Linked DNA regions of Zea mays: region 1 is linked to region 2. Evidence: chromatin contacts called from public Hi-C data. All regions are on one chromosome and are shown on one strand. Each heading gives the region's core, a stretch centred on a gene start, on an enhancer-like site or on the middle of the called end of the contact. The rest is flanking DNA. Distances are from core to core; before and after follow the strand shown.

Region 1 (6,307 bases), core at 1,486-3,985, 180 kb before region 2:
TCTCATTCGTGCGTGTGCGTCCTCCATCAGCTGCCCTGCCCAATGGCTCCAAGTTCAGGGTTGCCTCACGCCACCACATCACGACGACAGCACATGCTGGCGAAAGTCCAGCTGGAGATAAACTCTAGCGAGACCGTGGACAGGAAGACACCGACCGGTAGTCTAACGGCCTGCTACCATGTGGGATAAGAATATACATGTAAAACCGGAGAGGATTAGAGAGGCTAAAATCACTTACTTATTCTATTTTGAATTCTATTTTGAATAAAAAGGATTTTAGTGTCTCCAATCCTATTCGGTTTTTTTACTCCCAAACTAGCCGACAGGAAAGAAGCACCAACTGCATTGCAAAACAGCTTGCCATTGTCATAATCAACGCAAGTTTCTAACAAAACAGTTCAGTGATGAATTGCAAATGGCTCAATACAGAAATGGACACCAACGCCCTATGCAATATAAGATCCGTAGAAATGCTTGCCATTGGCTTAATCATTAATGAAGAGGTCGGCATACACAAGGTGCCACGAGGTGAAAACAGAGCAACAGCTAGCCAAGCGAAGCCAGGAGGTAGCAGGCAGATGAACCAGCCAAAGTGCATTGGCTCCACTGTGAGTAATTTTCCAGCCAATCATGTCCATGTATTTATTCTCATACCACAGCACAAAATCTTTCAAAAATGAAAGCACGGACATGCTAGCCAAGCTGTGCTCCACTGCTCCTAGAGCGGGTGGTGAAGGAACGGTCACAGTCGTCCATCTTTATCTTTTTCGGTAACTGACAGCTTTGCGAGTAATTATTTGTACAGTCGCAACAAACAATCAGCCGAACATGGGCGATCATAACTTTAGCCTCTTTTAAAAAGAAGCCGAACATCCATTAATCAGGCTTATACTAATTGTTTGCAAGCTCACAAACAAGTAAACAAAACCAAGTGCCTGTGATGATACCGTGGTAATAATAATATACTTGCAAGGAGAAGCATCGTGTGGCGATCATTAACAAACCATACAGTACAGATTGAGATCCCACCACATTAAAGCCCATTAGACCAGCGTATTTGACCCAAAAAAACAAACAGTATTTCGAACCTGAGCAAAGATTACCAGAGGCTAATCTAGCGAGAACTACTTGATGAGCGGAAAGGCCACAGGAACGAGAACGGGTTCCTTCTCCTTTGACGCCCACTGGTTCTCCCGCTGCTGCTTGAACTACTTGAGCTCTGGCTCTGGTCGGTTGATCTCGCGCGCGAGCAGCTAGCACCGGTGGCAGAGCCCTGTGGCGGGAGCTCGTAACGGCAAACGGGGCAGGAATTGTGCTGCTCTAACCAAGGAACTATGCAGTCGGAGTGGTACAGGTGCTTGCATGGCATCTCTCTTGCTTCTTCGGATCCCATCTCGAACTTCTCCTTGCAGATAGGGCAGTGCGAGTCCCCACTGAGATGCCTCTGGGTGATCTTCACTGTGGGCATAGCGTCGATCGAGGACTGTGCAGCAGGTGGTGGTCCTCGGCGATCATTCTGGGTCAACTGCTCGATAAGATCATCCAGTCCAGGGCCAACGAAGTAGTCCGCGATGTTGGCCCTCCTCATGCCGCCGCCGCCGCCGCCGCCGCCACGTCGTCCATTGACGAAAACATCGAAACCGTTGTCCTCGGTGAGGTGGCCGGGGAGCTGGCCACGGAAGAGCAGCCATGGCCCTGAACCGAACTCCATCTCCAGGTCTGAAAAGAAGTTCGGCCTCCCTCTGACATCAACCTCCCGGTTCATCCCTGCCATACCATGCCGCATCACGGCGGAGATCGCCTCCATGATCCCGAACCGTGGGTCGCGATGGAAATCAGGATCCGTCCCAACGAAGTGGCTCATGAGAGCATCTACATCATCCATTTCAGCCACAAACCCAGAATCGCAGTAGGGACAAACCATCTCCCGGCCCCGTGGCCTCACCCTCTGTCGGCACTGGTAACACCAGTATGCTTGCCTGCCAGCTGACATTTCTTTTGGTTGGTTGATGTATCGCCTCGCCTGCCAACTGCAAAACCGGCAACGTTTCCAAGATCTGAGCACAGAGCTCCACTAGACAGATAGCCATATAAAATTTGAAACACAACTTACATGATCCAACTAGACCACCCAAGACAAGTATGCTGATAAGAAGCCATATGATCAGAACTATATAAAATCTAAACCAAGAAGACTTAATTGAGTGCCAAAAACTTTCCAGATAAGTACCTATAATACTTCTCTTTGCAGTGAAAAGATTATTCATACATAACTATGCGAATTTCTGCGAAGCTGTTCCTAGTCCTAGAGGACCAAGATGTGAACTTGAACGATCGAAATCGTTAAACTTTGCCTCAGACAACAGAAACTGCTAAAGCTTTTCTCCCACCCATGCCTTTCTTCCCAGAATTAGTTTCTTCAATAGGAAGGCAGCGAAAGAAGACGGGAGAGGCAAGAGGATCCATACGAGGATAGCCTTCTAGTCCTCCACCTTAATTGGGCACCAACAGGTTAATACCGCGCGGGTGCGCCTACCAACATCTTAGATCGATCTCGCGCACTGAAGAACAGCGCTACGAAAAACCTAAACTAACCGCAGACGCAATCACGGCTCGGGTTGGATTCGTGGGGCACCACGTGGCAAGCGAAACCCCACAGGCCACAACAAACTGAATGAACGGGGGAAGAAATGTTTGGATCCGAGTGGGGACCAAAGCTGCGGCTCGGAACACGGTAATCCACAGCCCGGATGGCACAGATTACTTACCCAACGGACGAAGAAGCCGTCGATCCCCGACCGTAGTCCTCCACCGCCACCACGAGGGAGGAGCGGCGCCGCGGCAACCACCAGCAGACGGTGGTGAGAGCCTGAGAGGGAGGGGCGGAGGCCGCCACGAACAGGGGTGTGGGGAGCGGAATGATGAAAGCACGGGGGCCGCCAGAGCAGAGGCTGCAATTTACACCCGCTTGACTCCGCTGGGGCCCACCCCGCCCACGGTGCTACACAGTCGCTGTCCCCCTCGCGTGGGTCCACACGGCAGCGGCAGGCCGTCCCAGCAAGGCATCGATGGGATGCCCCCTCGTGTCCCGAGCCCGGGGGCGCGCGCCCCCTTGCTTTCAGCGAGATGCTTCCACTAGTGGCCGGGCCCGGGAGGGCGCGGGACTAGTATGCCGCGCGCCCCGCCGACATGGCCCGTAGACCCTGCCCTGGAGCTGGAGCTGAGCTGCGGAGGAGACGGCTCAGGTCAGATGGAGCTGGAAAGGCTTTGGGTGGGGCCCAGCGCTAATGTTCCGTGGGCCGCGCGAAACGACGCTGGATCGGCCGTCTGCTGGATGAACGGACGGACGGATGGGGACGTCCTGTCACGTGGTGCTGCGTCAATGTGCCGGGACTCGTGTCGTGGCACAGGCCACAGTTATGCTTTCCGTCTCTTCTGTGTGGACCCTTCTACAATATACTCCCTATAAAGGAACCACAGTACTCACTATTACTAGTCTACTACCTTTGTTGTACGTTCGTACGTTCATAATAAATACCAAGTACTTTGTTGTATGATGTAAATAGAACCGTTCAAATTCTTGTAGACGTGAATAACTCTAAAAAATTAGTTGGTAATGTAAAAAAACAGAAATGCGTCCTTGGAATGTGTTCTCTTTAATCTTGTAGTGTAGATTTGAGTATGTTTTAACCAAGGAAGTGGTAAATGTGGCGTCTTTGATATATAACAATGAAATTGAAAATATGTTAACTTTTTGAAAGTCGCCGGGGGTGAATAGACAAATCTGAAATTTATAAACTTTAAGCACAACTATAAGACGGGATTAGCGTTAGAAATAAGGTCGAGTCCGAAAGAAAAAGGGCGAAAACAAATCACAAGCAAATAAAGCGGATGACACGGTAATTTGTTTTATCGAGGTTCGGTTCTTGTAAACATACTCTCCGTTGAGGTGGTCACAAAGACCAGGTCTCTTTCAACCCTTTCCCTCTCTCTCAAACGGTCACCTAGACCGAGTGAGCTTTTCTCCTTAATCAACGGGTCATTTAGACCCCTTACAAGGACCACCAGAACTTGGTGTCTCTTGCTTGATTACAAGTTGCTTGAGAACAAGAATGGAGGAATAAGAAAAGCGATCCAAGCGACAAGAACTCAAATGAACACAGGTGTCTCTCTCTCACAAGCCACTAAGTCTTTGGAATGAGTTTGGGACTTGTAGAGGATTTGATCTTTTGTTTTGTGTCTTGGAGTGAAGTCTAGAGCTCTTGTATTGAATGCAATGGCTGAAAACTTGGATGCCTTGAAGTGTGGTGGTTGGGGGTATTTATAGCCCCACCCACCAAAATGGCCGTTGGGGAGGCTGTCTGTCGATGGGCGCACCGTACAGTCCGGTGCGCCACCGGATACTGTCTGGTGCGCCAGCCACGTCACCCAACCGTTAGGGTTCGACCGTTGGAGCTCTGATAGATTGGGGCAACGGACAGTCCGGTGTCACATCGGACAGTCACTGTTCACTGTTCGGTGCGCCTTCTGGCGCTGCTCTGACTCTACGCACGCTGTCCGTGCACTGTTCACGTTCACTGTTCACTTTTGCAGACGACCGTTGGCATAGTAGCCGTTGCTCCGCTTGGCACACCGGACAGTCCGGTGAATTATAGCGGAGTGGCTCTCCAAAAACCCGAAGCTGAGCAGTTCAGAGTTGATCTCCCTGGTGCACCGGACACTGTCCGGTGGCACACCGGACAGTCCGGTGCGCCAGACCAGGGCAGCCTTCGGTTGGTTTTGCTCCTTTCTTTTTGAACCCTAACTTTAACTTTTTTTATTAGTTTGTGTTGAACCTTTGGCACTTGTAGAACATGTAATCTAGAGCAAACTAGTTAGTCCAATTGTTTGTGTTGGACAATTCAACCACCAAAATTATTTAGGAAAATGTTTGACCCTATTTCCCTTTCAATCTCCCCCTTTTTGGTGATTGATGCCAACACAAACCAAAGCAAATATATAAGTGCATAATTGAACTAGTTTGCATAAGGTAAGTGCAAAGGTTGCTTGGAATAAAACCAATACTTTCATAAGATATGCATGGATTGCTTTCTTCCTTTTAACATTTTGGACCACGCTTGCACCACTTGTTTTGTTTTTGCAAATGTTCATGGAAATTCTTTTCAAAGTCTTTTGCAAATAGTCAAAGGTAAATGAATAAGATTTCGAGAAGCATTTTCAAGATTTGAAATTTTCTCCCCCTGTTTCAAATGCTTTTCCTTTGACTAAACAAAACTACCCCTTAATGAAATTCTCCTCTTAGTGTTCAAGAGGGTTTTACAAATTGAAAGAAGATCAAATATTTTCGATACCAATTTTTGAAAAACTCCTCCTTAAAATATAGATGTCATTTGAGATAGAATTTCTTAGAGGAATACTAATTTCAAAGATACCAATTGAAAACAACTTTGTTTTGAAAAAAATTGAAATTGGCATGGTGGTGCGGTCCTTTTGCTTTGGGCTAATACTCTCACCCCCTTTGGCATTAATCGCCAAAACGGAGTCCTTAGAGCCCTCTTCACTTTCTCCCCAATGGTATGAGTAATAAGAGTGAAGATTATACCAAAGTGGAGAGCGGTGCGGAGTGACGGCGAAGGGTAAATAATACCGGTGGAGTGGAGTGGAAGCCTTGTCTTCGCCGAAGACTCCATTTCCCTTTCAATCTATGACTTAGCATAAGAATTTACTTAAAAACACACTAGTCATAGCACATGAAAGAGATATGACCAAAGGTATATAAATGAGCTATCGAAAAACACACTAGTCTATGAGCTATATATGTGTGCAAAGTATCAATCAAAATTCTGAGAATCAAGAATGTTTAGCTCATTTCTAGGTTTGGTAAAGGTTTTCTCATCTAGTGGTTTGGTAAAGATATCGGCTAATTGTTCTTTAGTGCTAACATAAGCAATCTCGATATCCCCCTTTGTTGGTTGTCGGCGTTTCGGACCTGCGAGGACCCTCAACCGACCAGTGAATTTATCGCTGCGTATCCCTGCCCAGATGGGTTGATGCAAGATGGAACACAAGAGGGGGATGAGGCTTATATTATCTTGCACCGGGGTGCTCGTAGTAGGGGTTACAAGCGTCGCGCGCGCGCGCGAGAGAGAGAGAGAGAGAGAGAGAGAGAGAGAGAGAGAGAGAGAGAGAGAGAGAGAGAGAGAGAGAGATAGAGAGAGAGGGTCTGGCCCTGATGTGAGCTGTCTGAGTTAGCCTCCTCTGCGTTTCTCCCACTCTGCCTGCCTCTGCTCTTCTCTTCTCCTTTCCT
Region 2 (6,310 bases), core at 1,694-4,193:
TGAATTGCATCGTACACCTCATGAACTAGAAGCTAGGTGCTTATCTCGGTTTTCAACAAATACTAGGATTTGTACTGACATACAACAAATAGCTTGTCATTCATCAGCCTTGACTGCCTTCTTTTTCTTCTTCTTCCCCTCGGTGGCTGTCTTAGGTTCAGCTTCTTCATTTTTCTTCTTCTTCCCCTCAGTGGCTGTCTTAGGTTCAGCTTCCTCCGAAATTTCACGGCTCTTCTTTTTCTTCTTCTTGGGAGTCTGGGTCTCTTCAGCGTCGCCATTAGCATGTGCTGCACCGTTCTCCTCCTGTGCCTCCTCTAGCTTGTGCTTCTTTTTCTTTTTCTTCTTCTCGGTTCCAAGCTCAGCTTCTCCATCAGCCACGTTGGAGGGCTTATCCACATCCATTGCATCACCATCAGTCTCGGTTTTGGTCTTCTTTTTCTTGCTTTTCTTGGCAGATGTGTCCGCCTTCTCATTATCTGCAGACGTTGAAGAACAGGGAAATATTCAGCCATAAATGCAACTGAGTAATGCATTGTCCTACAGCCAATTAAAACTAAACAGTTTGCATTTCTAAGAGATGGAATTAGCCTATGCTTACCTGCCTTACCATCATCATCCATTAAGGTGTCATTGACCATACTGTCAATAGCAGCTTTCATCACATCAAGATTTTTACGAGGCGCAACACCCTTGTCATAGAATTCCAGTCTCTCCTCGACTTGCTCGCGCAACTTTTGCCCAAAGACAGAGGTACTAGCCTCTGAAACCAAATATAAAGGTATAAAACAATCAAGATGATGCTTTTGGATCGAGGAAACAATAGCATACAAAACAGTCCGGTAACAGAGCTTCCTAGAACTAACCCGAGTAGCAGTCAATGCGTGAAGCAATCGAGCATTTGTTTGCCAGGTAACGAGCCATTCTGCCCTTGTTCTTGGTTGAAGCACGGCCAATAAAGGAGGAGTGGAATATAAGCCCATACTTTGGAGTATTCCCTCGAGTTTTCAGTGCTCTGGTGTACAAATGACAAGTGTAAGAGGTGTCTTCCCACTAGCAAGATTTACTCGAATATGACTAGTTTATAACCACAAATTACAGAGTTAACTAAAAGGCATTGAAGCAGTGAGAAACCATAAGATGTTAAGAATTTATAAACCTGAATAGGGCCTTCTCAGCACCAAGTATTTGAAGGGTGGAAGCTGCACACTTGGCAAGGTTTGAAAGACTGCCAGCATGAGAGATTAGGCGAGCTCCAACTACTTCACCAATCAATGATGTCAGGTTGGGCGCAATATCATTCATCTTAGTCACGAGATATTCATAAAGGTTTTTGCGATACTCAGAGAGATTCATAACCCTTTGGGCAAATTGCTGGACATTGATCAAATCAACTGGTGACAGATCCTGGCCTGAAAACAAACAAGAAAAAACAAAGCATAAGAACATTTACTACAATCATGATAGTCAAACTAAAGTAACTGCATCATATCCCATTACCCATTGAAGCCTTTGCTGCTTCAACAATTTCTTTAGCCTTGTCCTCATCACCAACTATATCAGCCAAAGCTGGGATATCTTTTTCCGCCAAATCAGATTTGTTCACAATAAACTTAGCAAGCTTGGCATAAAGGTAATTGTCATTCACAATCTTGACAAGCTCAGGGAAGTGCCATGAGAACCATTCCCTGCAATGTTTTATTGAGAAAGCAATAAATAATCATAATAAGGAATATTTGCATATTCATATTATCAGAGTTTTCTATCAGAGCAGACTGTCTATAAATACGGCCTATTACGCTTATAAGAAGTTAACCATAAACAATTATATGAGAACATGAACAAGGACAGTACCTGACTCTCATGGAGAAGGAATTGATGTCCTTGTCAAGTGTATCCAGCAGAAATATTGCTTGGATCACCATGTTATCAACACGATTCACATTGAACTTCACCTTAGCCCTGCTGTAGCTATGCCCCAGGCCAAGTTGGGCCTTCTCCAAGTCAGAATCCTACAATCAACATGGACACATGGTAAAGCCAAATTAAGCACAGCAGGCGTTTAGCTTTACAACAATTTAGGCATATAAAAAGCAATGCGTAAGCTCATCAGGCAAAGCATCGCAGATTCATACAAATGTGAGACAACCAACATCGGATGATCGGGAAACCAAGTAACACACCAGGCATCCAGCTCTACAAAGAAAAAAGGCCTATGATATGCTATACGAAATACTAGCTGGCAAGGCCTCACAGTCAAATTCGCGCATCTTTGAGCCACACGGGAAACTTACAATGCACAATAGAATGGGAAAAAAAGGCGACACCTTAAGCTCGTTGATGAAACGGTCGAAGTGGAGGCGGACACCGCGGAGCAGCTCCTGGACGAACTCGTTGCTCTGACAGGGGATGCCGGTGACCTCGGAGATGTGGGAGCCGACCTTGGGCTCGACAACGCCGAGGCTGTATTTGGCCTTCTTCCCCTCCTTAGGCTTCGGCAGGTTCAGCTCCAGGAAGCTCCTCAACTCATCGGTCATGATTCCTGGCCACGGGAAAGGAAGCGCCAGAGCCCGGGTCAGAAGTCAGAACAAAATCATCTCGCAGCGAGCCTGCGTGTTTAGGTGGGGAAGGAGCCAACCTTCAGAGATAGCGTTGCACTGGTTGAGCGCGTCGACGGCAGAGGAGAAAGGATTGAAGGCAGTGAGCTTGACGGCCTTGCCGAAGCGGTCGAGGTCCAGCACGGAGGAGCGCACGGCCTCAACGCTCTGCCCGATCTCATCGATACCGTACGCATGGAATAGGCCGTAGCCGGAGGCCGACTCGAACAGCAGGTACAACGCCATCTCGCCGGCGGATGGCGGCGGAGCGCTGGCTAGGGGTTAGGGTTTTAGGATCAACAAGAGTGACGGTGTTGGCGCGCGGCAGCGGGGGCAAGATTTATGGGCTCAGGCTGGGCTCTTGTGGGCCGGCGGAGTTACCTTTTTTTCATTCACACCCTAAGATGTGGGCCAAATTTTCGCGCACCCTTAAATTGTGCGAAGCCCAGCACACAGAAGGCTCGCATGCCTCATGCATACGAGCGAGTCACGCCGCACTCGTCAGTCGTCACTAGGGATGGCAACGGGCATATTTTACCCGCGTGCCCGCGGGTAAAAACCCTATAGGGTGCGGATTTGGGTGTGAGTTTGTACCCGTGGGTACGGGTACGGGTTTGATTCTCAACCCGACGGGTTTTTTCTCGTGGGTATGAAAATGTTGTACTCGTGCCCGCAAACCCGCATACCCCCGCGCGTGTGTATATATATGTATATATGTATGTATATGTATATATATATATATGTATGTATATGTATATATATGTATGTATATATGTATGTGTATGTATGTATGTATATATATTTATATATATATGTATATGTATGTATATATATAATATGACAACTTGTGGGTATTGTGCCCGCGGGTGTACCCGCGGGTGCCATAAACCCGCGGGTAGCGGGTTTGGGTAACATACGCTACCCGTCGCGGGTAGCGGGTGCGGGTACGGGTTTAACATTAATCTCGCGGGTACGGGTTTGTAATCTCTATACCCACGGGTTTTAAATCCGTTGCCATCCCTAGTCGTCACCACACTCACCAGCGCAGACACTCACATTAGTAACTCGTAGAATTAAATTTAATTGTTCGTTTATATCGTAATATGATTTTATTACTAATTTAATCTATTATTACTCAGATTTGGTATATACTTACATTTAGTAACTGCTAATAAAATCTGACCAACTTATTAAAAGCAATACTCGTATTTAACCATTATTTGTTGATCAGCCTTACACTTTACATGAACTCACACATTTGGTGAGTTCATGCACATTATTCTCCACGATTTGTTGAGCTATGATCTTTTGTGAGCTCACTCTTGCGATATGTAAACCCCGCACAGGTGAAGAGCAGGTAGCCCAGTAGGAGGTCTACAATGAGGAGTATGAGCTAATTTAGGTGGCATCTCCCAGCCAACTTATGGCGCCAAAGAATAATTATTAGTTTGCTTTATTGTTATCATTTATTTTTGTAAAATTTCCGCTATGTAATAATAATAATATGTGTGACATTTATCTCTATACACTTGGTCATTATATGTGTTGTTCTTTGTTGGTGCACCTATGAGATCCACATGGTTTTAACGTTTAAATCCGGGTATAACAATTTGTGTGGTTATTTCCTATATATTAAAGCAGGATGGAAACGGCGTCTACTAGCAATCCACGTCATCACGTTTTCTAAATGTCGTTAGATTGACATCGGACGGGCATAATCGGCCTGGCTGCCTCAACAACTCCCATTGTCATGACGCTTCTGGAGTCTTCCCACCATAATGATAGAAGGTCGTAGCACAACCTTAAATGAGGTGCCGCCGTCGCCGCCGATGATGCTGAACGGACGTGCCGCGTCCCCATCCAGAACCATCCCTGCTCAACACCTTCTCCGTTGCTCACCATGGCGTCGTAGTTGTTGCCGGACCCATTGCCACCAGATAGTCACGGCCTCTTCGTAACTTCACTCCGTTCATGTTCGTCGCCGCTCGTGCCACCCTCCCGCGGCTGTAACTCCCTCTCCCTTCCTCCTCTCACCGCAGGCCTCATCACGGTCGTTGCTAACCTACTTCCTTCTCTCTTCCTCCTCTCACTGCAACCCTCATCACCGGCTAACCTACCTCCCTCTCTCTTCCTCCTCTCACTGCAGCCCTCATCACCCATCGTTGCTGGTTCTGCCCGCTGTTGCTGGAGATCGTGACCATGGAACTCACGTCGTCGTCCTAGCGCTCCTCGCGATGTTGCTGCTCCAGGGCGTCATCCTCATGTCAACGGTGGAGGGCCTTGTGTGGATCATGCAAGAAGCTCCACAAGTTCCTCATCAAGAAGATCAGGTCAGGCCACACTCCCATCTGCACCGCTACCTATCAAGTGCTTGACGAAATGTCTACATGAGTTCTATTTGCTATGATTACCTTCTTTGCCTTCTCTACGAGACCATTACAGGATATGCACCGCTTCTGTGTGATGGTAAAGTGCTCGACGAAATGTCTACAAGAATTTTATTTGCTATGCTTGTCTTCTTTACAAGAGCATTACAGGATATGTAATAAGTAACAAAAAAATGGTATAGGTTGATGATATATAGTTGACGTTCCTAAATGATATCACGTAGAATATTTGAAAAGTGCATATTTTTCTATTCCATAAATTACATTTTATGCACATATATACATGCATATATGCTTGGAATTATCATAAGTGGGGAACGAACACTCCTTTCTTTTTCCCCATTTTTTTTTTGCTTTCTCAGTATCCTTAGTGTCAAACCATTTTTTGTCTCTAAATATTTTTCTTATCCTGAGAGAATCAACCAGGGAAGTGTAAGATGGCACAAAATGTTTTTTTGCAAACAAAACTTGGTGATAAAATGGCCCCACCTTGACATACTCTTTTTATCTGTTATTTACTTTGTAGATAAGGATGGTTTAATTGTCATTCATTCAGATGAATCTCTAAATCTTTCTCGATCAGATACCGAACTTTCCAGTTTGGTAATTATGAGAAACGTAGTATTGTATAACCTTTCTATTTACAAATTGTAATCTGATAATTTTTTAGGCAAACTGGTTGGAGGGATCTTATCAGAAATGTAGCGGCGGACTACTCATCTCTTTGGAGAGCGGAAACAGCCTTACTTTCCAACTTGATAAGGTTTATACCCCATCTTGCTGAACCCAAATAACTGAATATGTTTCCTCTGGCACAATTCACACAGATGCATAGCTTCAGATTGATCTATATTCCACTTGCAAAATTACTCGCTGCTAAAACAACCAGGGTTACCGTTTGGACTTTCAGAGATACTGAACTTGAGAAACCAGGGAAATAAAAACATTGCTGACTTTGTTAGACTATTTATAATAAAATAGGTACATTGAGCTAACAGTACAACACCCCTCCCCCTCCACCTGATTATTGATTTACCTCCATATTAGCAACTTTTTGCAGTTGCCTTTCCACAGAAACTTTGTGCTATACTCACTAAAGCAACATTCAACAAACCTTTTCATACTGTAATGGTAGACAGACATAAACGTGGATATAACTTTAGCTACTAAAGATTACCCAAATTACTCTATTGTGTTCCAATCAAGACTTCAAATACTAATATAATAATGACCAATGCATTTCGTTGCACATTTTCATAAACTATGTATGCACCTTAAAAAAGAAACATACCTGATTTATTTATGATGTCCCTTCACACATATTTAAAT

The links. Hi-C and Micro-C count contacts between places; a contact is called where the count stands out from the background.
Region 1: a Hi-C map of tassel shows a contact between it and region 2, with 3 times the contacts expected there. The contact joins the promoter of LOC100283413 here to the promoter of LOC103639131 in region 2. A contact is called at or near these places in 6 of 25 Hi-C or Micro-C datasets (bundle sheath, ear, endosperm and 2 more).

The regions. Positions count from the first base shown.
Region 1 is chr9:134,997,571-135,003,877 of Zm-B73-REFERENCE-NAM-5.0, reverse strand. It overlaps LOC100283413 (putative E3 ubiquitin-protein ligase RHC1A), which reads right to left and starts at 2,735. Exons shown (of 1, transcript NM_001156314.1): 1 at 970-2,735. The coding sequence starts at 1,993. The coding sequence ends at 1,115.
Region 2 is chr9:134,822,722-134,829,031 of Zm-B73-REFERENCE-NAM-5.0, reverse strand. It overlaps LOC103639131 (nucleolar protein 56), which reads right to left and starts at 2,943. Exons shown (of 9, transcript XM_008661927.3): 1 at 2,636-2,943; 2 at 2,325-2,539; 3 at 1,852-2,009; 4 at 1,498-1,685; 5 at 1,157-1,409; 6 at 864-1,012; 7 at 599-760; 8 at 118-476. The coding sequence starts at 2,840. It overlaps LOC100382867, which reads left to right and starts at 4,382. Exons shown (of 5, transcript NM_001175561.1): 1 at 4,382-4,644; 2 at 4,741-4,924; 3 at 5,652-5,744. The coding sequence starts at 4,829.